Linked DNA regions of Zea mays: region 1 is linked to region 2. The links are chromatin contacts, called in public Hi-C maps. All regions are on one chromosome and are shown on one strand. The core of a region is the stretch at or near the end of the contact, and the rest is flanking DNA. Distances in the headings are between cores, read along the strand shown.

Region 1 (3,907 bases), core at 239-2,738, 360 kb before region 2:
AATGATCTATCAGTGTGTTTGCAAAGAAGGGAGCAAGATATTATTAATGCAATTTCACTTGTTAATGTGGCAAAGAGAAGAATGCAACAGTTAAGGCTTGATGGTTGGGATCAATTCCTTCAAAGAATCACTTCATTTTGCAACAAACATAATATCGAAGTTCCTGCTATGGATGGAAATTATAAGCCCTATGGAAGATCATCACGATTTGTTCATAACCAAACCAATGATGACCACTTCAGAAGAGAAGTATATATTGGGGTCATTGATCAAATTAGCCTAGAGATTGATAGTCGGTTTAGTGAGGCTAATATGGAGCTGCTTTCTTGTATGTCAGCTTTGGATCCTTCGAACTCCTTTGCTTCTTTTGATGCACACAAGGTACGAAAGCTAGCTGATTTGTATCCTAATGACATGTCAAACACTGACTTGTTAAAACTTGACTTGCAACTTGACAATTATATTGATGGCATAAGAGAAGATGATAGATTCAAAGACATAACTAATCTTGTGGACCTCTCAGTTAAGCTTGTTGAAACAAAGAGACATAAGGTGTTTGATATGGTTTATTTGCTTCTCAAATTGATATTGCTTTTGCCGGCGGCGATAGCAAGTGTTGAAAGGGCATTTTCTGCAATGAGTTTAGTGAAGACTAAATTGAGAAATAAGATGTGTGATAGTCTTTTAGATGATTGTCTTGTTACATACATCGAGAGGGATATTTTCTTCGAAGTGAATGAAGAAGATATAATTGAGACTTTTATGGCGTTGAGGAAGCGTAGGCCAGATAAGTAGTATTATTGCAATCTTTATGTTTAATGTATGCAACTTTCATGCTTAATTGTTGAATACCAAACTTTATATCTATATATTGAATTATTTACCAAATTTATACTCACTCCGTTTCGTTTTAGTTGTCGCTGGATAGTGCAAAATTGAACTATCCAGCGACAACTAAAAAGAAACGGGGGAGTATAAATTATATGTACATTAGATAGAATTCTACATGAAAATTTTGTTACGACACACCCTATACAAAAATTCTAGGTCCGCCACTGCGGCATGGTCCAGGAGGTTGGGATGGCAACCACTGATCACGAGTATGCCGGGATTGGCTGGTTATTTTATTTCCTTGTAATACAGCATGTGATTCCTTTTTATAGTGAATACAATCAACAGAAAATGCTGCAGCTTACAGCACCAAGACACAAGTGAGTCTGGAATTCTAACAACACCAATCCACTACTCGGCTGACGTCATCAAAGCATTGAAGTGACTCTCCGGTCTCCACTCTCCAGCACCTGCACGGCTGCACCCGGCCGCACAAGCCGACGGAGCCGCCGCACCAGCTCACACGCCCACGCGTCCGCGATCCAGGGCGCGTGCCATGCATGGCGGCATGCGCGCGGCGCCTACTTCTCTGAGTTCTCTCCACCCCGAGTCCCGACCCTGCGCTGCTCTGACGCTACATTCCTACCCTCGCGTCGCTGGACTCTAATAGCGCGACACGCGAGAGGCAATGGCTGTGCGGTGGTGCCTCCTGCTGCTCGTGTTAGTGTTGGCTGCGGCCGCGGCTTGCGCGGAGAAGGGGGAGTGGGACCCGGTGATTCGGATGCCTGGGGAGAAGGAGCCTGCAGGGTCGCACTCGCACAGCGGCGAGGGATTCGATGGGGAGGTGGATGACGCCGTCGGGACGAGGTGGGCAGTGCTCGTTGCCGGGTCCTCAGGCTACGGCAACTACAGGCACCAGGTGAGCGCGATACCTTACGGGCGTGTTACACGCGCTCATGGATGCGTCCGATGTTCGATTTTTAGCGAGAGGAGCGTGGTGTAATACTGTTGTTGCGATACTGCTTCGTCAGGTTCTTGTGGTTCAAAAAGCGCTTCTGAAATTATTGTCGTCGAACCGTGAAGTTGCACTTTTGGATATCAGTTCTTTTTTCTTGGTGGTGGGGGGTTCGTAAGCTATAGGATGCTCGGGTTCTAAGTTCTAACATGACATCCTGAGTTAAGTTAGTTGTGGGTCCAACTAAAGACCTAAAGTTCAGGAAAGAACAGTTCGGCTCCAGGGGTTTCCACTTTCCGCGGGTTTAAGGATCAAGGGAGAGTGCAGCTAGAATAGAAGTGACAAATGAAAGTTTGGGACGTTGTTGTAGTCTTTTCATGGATGGAAATTGTTTAAGCAACAATATAATTCAGGAACGTGAAGGGATTTGGAACTTTGCAAGTTTTGGTTTTTTTTTTTGCAGTGGATGGATTGGTACCAAATTTTGCTACTGTCTAAAGAGATGCATAAGTTGGCAAGAACATTAGATGACAGTTGAAAGAACAGATAAAATATTTGATGGCAAGTGCTTGTACTTTGAGTCAGTAAACTGGAATATGCACCAGTAGCTAAAAACTCTTCTGAATATCATCTTTCTTGGGCAATGATCTCCATGTTCTTTTTTTGCCTTGTTTTGTCTCCTTTTAAGGGCTAGTTTGGGAACACTAATTTCTCATAGGATTTTCATTTTTCCAAGGGAAAACGAACTAATTTCCCTTGGGAAAATGAAAATCCCATGTGAAATTAGTGTTCCCAAACTAGCCCTAAGTAGGGAACAGTCATCGTAGATCAGCAAGCAATTATTTTCCATGGTGCTTTGCTCACAGGGTTCATGTGACTTTTTGTTGCAGGCTGATATATGTCATGCGTACCAGATACTGCAAAAAGGAGGCATAAAAGAGGAGAACATCGTGGTGTTTATGTATGATGACATTGCCAATAGTGCACTCAACCCAAGGCAGGGGGTTATCATCAACCACCCAGAGGGCGAAGATGTTTATGCTGGTGTTCCAAAGGTACTTACTTTGTGAATTGTCCTTCTACCATTTTCTAGATACAATATTGGGATCATTATGCACTCAAACTTCCCTTTCAACTAGTTTCCACCTGTAGAGGCGTCAACTAGGATTCTACATAACCCACTGTATTGGTACAGCAAGAACACCTTACGACTTGTACATCACAAGTTGCTTTTGACTGTGTTGCAGGCCACCAATACAACACATCATAAGTTAAAGTAATTCAAATCCAATGCAATTGTTTGCAGATGCAGCATGCATATTCTTATATAGAAAAATTCTCAACATTGACACCCACCCATGATGAGGCCAGATTTTTGGATAATTTCATTGTCCATACTTCAGAGTTTTCACACTAATGTGAATTACTTAAGCAGCATTTGATTCCAACCAAGCTCTAGGTAACTTTTGTTAAAAAAACTCGGTTGGGGAGGGAAAGACCGTCCCCCCGGTACAATGTCTAGGGCCGGCACTCAAGGCGCACACAACCCACTAATGGATAAGAAGAGACCAAAACATGATTCCGGCCGAGAAAATCCCTGAACCCTGACCCCTCATCACTAGCGGGTCGTCACCGTCCACTCTGCAACGGCCCAGCTGGAGGGTGGCACGCAGGACGTAACCCGGGAGCGGGCGTGGCACAACGAGGGGATTTTTTTAACCAAGTCTAAAATTCGCCTCCGAGGGGGGATTGAACCCGGGACTTGGAGGTGCTAATCGGAAGCCTTTAAACACTAGGCTAGATGCCCTTTCGCTAGGCTTTTTTTTTGTACCTGGGTATATTTAGCTTTTCAATTAAATATGCAAGTTATTTAGGAGGAGGACGTGGCATGGGAATCTATCCTTTTACCATGTGTTGTTTTAGGTATCTTGCTTCATGAATTCACCATAGGCACATTCTTTTTTAGCAGTGTTAGGTTCTGCAAGTCTATTAATTAACATAGTTTCTAACTCCAGGACTACACTGGGGACCAAGTCACTACTAAGAACTTCTATGCAGTTCTCTTGGGCAACAAAACTGCAGTCACTGGAGGCAGCAGGAAGGTCATCAATAGTAAAGCAG
Region 2 (3,788 bases), core at 129-2,628:
TTAGTTACTCACAGAGTCAAAGAGAGTTAAATAACTTGACGAGTTAGATAGTTAGTCTGTTGAAGAGCAGTCAAAATTTAGCTTGACGAACCACTTAACTAATCTCTTTTGTGCCGACCAATCCGCTGTTGCAACGGTCAGATTCAGCATCCTTAGCTAGCTGTCCCCCCCTGACCCTACGAAGCTTGGAAGGCCGGTCGATCTGCACGCACTCCGCTTCAAGCGGCGGTGAATTTAAGTTCACACATTGGCCTTTGGCGGCTATATCTGAGAAACTGACAGTGCTTGATTGCTGGTTGATAAGGATTACGCACATAACGGCACGATCATGTACGTACCTCTCCACGATACCATCCAGCAGTTCAGCTGCTCATAGATCGATGCTGTTTACTGTGTAGACCAGCTGTTCGACAAGCTAATAACCCTCCGTGCTCTTGCACAGTCTTTGTTCACATCGGATCTTCCTCATGTTCTACAGCCACCGTTATTATGCCGTGGTAGCTAACAATTAATATCTGGATCCTGTTCCGTCTCAAGTCTGAACTCCTGATACCGTTTCCTCCTTCCAATCAATTGCAGAGACCTCAATCATAGAGCTACTTCAATCAGTTTGTTGTCTTTCAGTTAACATAACAGCATTATTAATTGACCATTGGGAAATTTGCTGGTGACAAGTTCCTGGACGAAAAAAAAATCCCAGCGTTCCTTAGACCAAGTGATCACGGGAGACGGTGACCTCTTGTTTTCTGCTTGCGTGCGATGGTATGGTACACGCCGCGTCAGCTCCCTTCCTTCTCAAATCGCTGGTCGCCGTCGCACTCGTTCGACGTCTGCGTCGCGGGACAGTTATTTCGAAGGAGACCGCCAAGCCAATTAATGCCGTTTATATACGGCGTGTTTCGCCGCAGTAATTATCTGTTTGCGTAATCTGATAGTACCCTTTACTGAGATTTTGATGGTGCAGTAGTAACCAACTCACCATGGCTGTCGGTTTCTGTCAGTTTCTGGCCATCAAAACTACTCTGGATTACCAAACGTTCAGTTTTTCAGTCCATTTTTATAAGACTCGTTTTAGTTAAATCCGTTCAAAACATGAACATAAAATCGATCGAATCATTGTGATAATAGGAATCAGTCACTTTATATATTCTAAACCTTATGGATCACTTTATATTCTTCCCTACGTAATCCTTATGATAATTAGATTCTCATACATATAGATTCTTTATACAGATAGAAAAAGATCATCAGAAAAAAAACACGCGAAACAACAGGACTATGTATGACGAAAGCAGCTCGGCCGGGGCTGTAGGTTACGATCGCATTCGCATCCTAAAGTGTCAGTTCTATTTTTTTTCCCTTACCAACGCCGTATGAATGGGCTTTTGTGCAACTTAACGGGCTAGTATTCCAGCTGCTATACAGAGACAGATGGGCCTAGACTAAACAAAGTGGGCCTAAAGATATTATTCTAGACCCACGAAGGCGAATCGTTGGCTCTCTTTCTCGTTTGCTACAAATCGGTGTACAAGGTGGTTGGCATAAAAGCGGTTCCAGTTGTTTATAATTATCAAGCTTGCAGATTTCACTGGTTGCTTCTAATGATTTTTGACAGCGATACAAATAATAATGACTCCTTTCTTTTGAATACTCGACCCGTCGTAGCTTATCGACAGCTATGTTTTTTCTTTGCAATAATGAAAAATGACAACATTTTACACTTACCTACTCACACCTTTACAGTGAAGACGACAAGACCTCTCCATCCGTAATTTAACAGTAGTGTAGACAACCTGGCTAGTTGTAGCTCTCTATTTCAGTCCCCCAGAGGCAAATTAATATCAATCACCTGCTAGAGTTGACGACCAAACCAACTCTTATGTTCTTCTAGAGGTACTTAGGCATAGTACACGTTATTAAAATGTCTCCAGCAGCATATCTATCTTATCTCATATCTCATTTTCTATTTTAAATTTGACTCCACGAACAATAGAGGCAAAACACTGTTTTGGAGTACCATATGCATGCACGATCTGCTCGATACAGCCTTAACGTACTTATTAGTCAAAACCATCGTAAATTTGACTAAATTCACATAAAAGCATCGATATTTGATGCCATACGTACAAATGTTATTTTGTATGAATTTATCTAGATTTTTTGACTTAATACTTAATTAGAATTACATCCTTTTGATTTCCCTTTTTAGGACGTAGGCAGCACGTCGCTCGGTGTCGCATCAAATTAGGCATTAGTTTGGACCATATATCATATCAATATAAACCATATATTGATGCACTGAAGGGAAGATACAAGAACAGGACCACAGAATGCCGAAACGGATAACTAAAATACGTACTAAATTACAAACGGATTCCAGAGAGAGATAGAGGAATACACTAGCGCCACTACCGGAATTCGGCTCTTTGCCGAGTGCCGGCGTCTTTGCCGAGTGCTTTTTATCGGGCACTCGGCAAAGCCCACTTTGTCGAGCGCCGCACTCGGCAAAGTCCTGCGTTCGGTAAATAGCTTATTTACCGAGTGCAGGATACTCGGCACAGCCAAGCACTCGGCAAAGACTGCTTTGCCGAGCGTCAAGCACTCGGCAAATATAGCTCTCGGCAAAGGGCCGTTAGCGGCCGTGTACATCTGACGGCCGTCAGTCTTTGCCGAGAGTCAAATATCTGGCACTCGGCACAGAGGGTCTTTGCCGAGTGTCCTATGTAGACACTCGGCAAAGCATATTTTTATTTTTTTATTTGGGTCACCAAACTTTTTGTGGTATGTTCCTACACTATGTAGACCTACATGTACCATTTTGGGACAATTATAACAGTGTTTTCTATAGCTAGTACATTTAGTTTGTTTATTTGAATTTCTTCGAAAAATTCAGATTTGAACTGCAGGTCACTCGAAACTTAGAAAACCGTGCATGCAAAAATGATATACATGACTACTAAAAAATCACCTTCTTGCAATGGGCAAAAATCGTTGCGATAGACCATAAATCGTTGCGAAAGGCACCAATTGCGATAGAACAACTGTCGTTGCCTGCTGTTGCAGAAAACAGAGTGGCAATAGGCTATAGCAACAATTTTACGTTCTGTTGCAATTACTACATCTTTTGCAACGTATTCAAGTGTTGCAATAGTTCGTTGTTACAATGTACTATTCTGTTGCAATAAGTTATATTGCAACATTTACGATAGTTGCCAAAAACTCTATTGCCACAACATATTTCATGGTAATAAGTGTTAATGCCACGTTTAAATCTGTTGCAAATGGCTTTGTTACCACAAGATGCTTCGTGGCAACAAAACACTAGTGTCACACAAGTGACTCATGGCAACAAGATGTATTGCAATGCAAATAATTTCGTTGCATTTGATCATTTTGCAACATAATGTGTCTCGTGGCTACATGATCTTTTTGCTATAAAAATTATCTATGGTAAGAACCGTTATAACAACAACAAAAAAATATCATAACTAATGATGTTGCAACAAGAAGAAAAGGTTGCGACTACTGAAGTCCCAACGAAATAGATCTATGGTAATTACATCTTATTGCAACAAAAAAATCATTGCAACTGAAGCATACAACAACTAATAAAACCGTTGCATTTACACATATTCAAACCCACAATTTATACGACAATGCATTTTGCATTTCTATTGGGTATAAAATGTTATGCAAAAGAATTATATTTTACATCAGTAACGTCAGAACCAAAATTGACAACCATAATATTTGTCTCTTGTCTCATATATTAACTATATCCATACCAT

Evidence for each region. Hi-C and Micro-C count contacts between places; a contact is called where the count stands out from the background.
Region 1: a contact with region 2 is called in a Hi-C map of tassel, with 3 times the contacts expected there. The contact joins the promoter of LOC542077 here to the enhancer-like site in region 2. A contact is called at or near these places in 2 of 25 Hi-C or Micro-C datasets (ear and tassel).

The regions. Positions count from the first base shown.
Region 1 is chr5:193,899,488-193,903,394 of Zm-B73-REFERENCE-NAM-5.0, reverse strand. LOC542077 (vacuolar processing enzyme 1) reads left to right here and starts at 1,488. Exons shown (of 9, transcript NM_001111713.1): 1 at 1,488-1,750; 2 at 2,677-2,841; 3 at 3,802-3,907. The coding sequence starts at 1,520.
Region 2 is chr5:193,536,296-193,540,083 of Zm-B73-REFERENCE-NAM-5.0, reverse strand. No RefSeq gene overlaps it. Among protein-coding and RNA genes, the nearest start is that of LOC118472086, 15 kb to the right of the region's middle. Within about 2 kb of position 1,378, at least 17 of the 20 cell types and tissues checked have an H3K27ac peak or open chromatin away from gene starts, as enhancers often do. A contact at or near this core is called in ear and tassel, where this site is marked.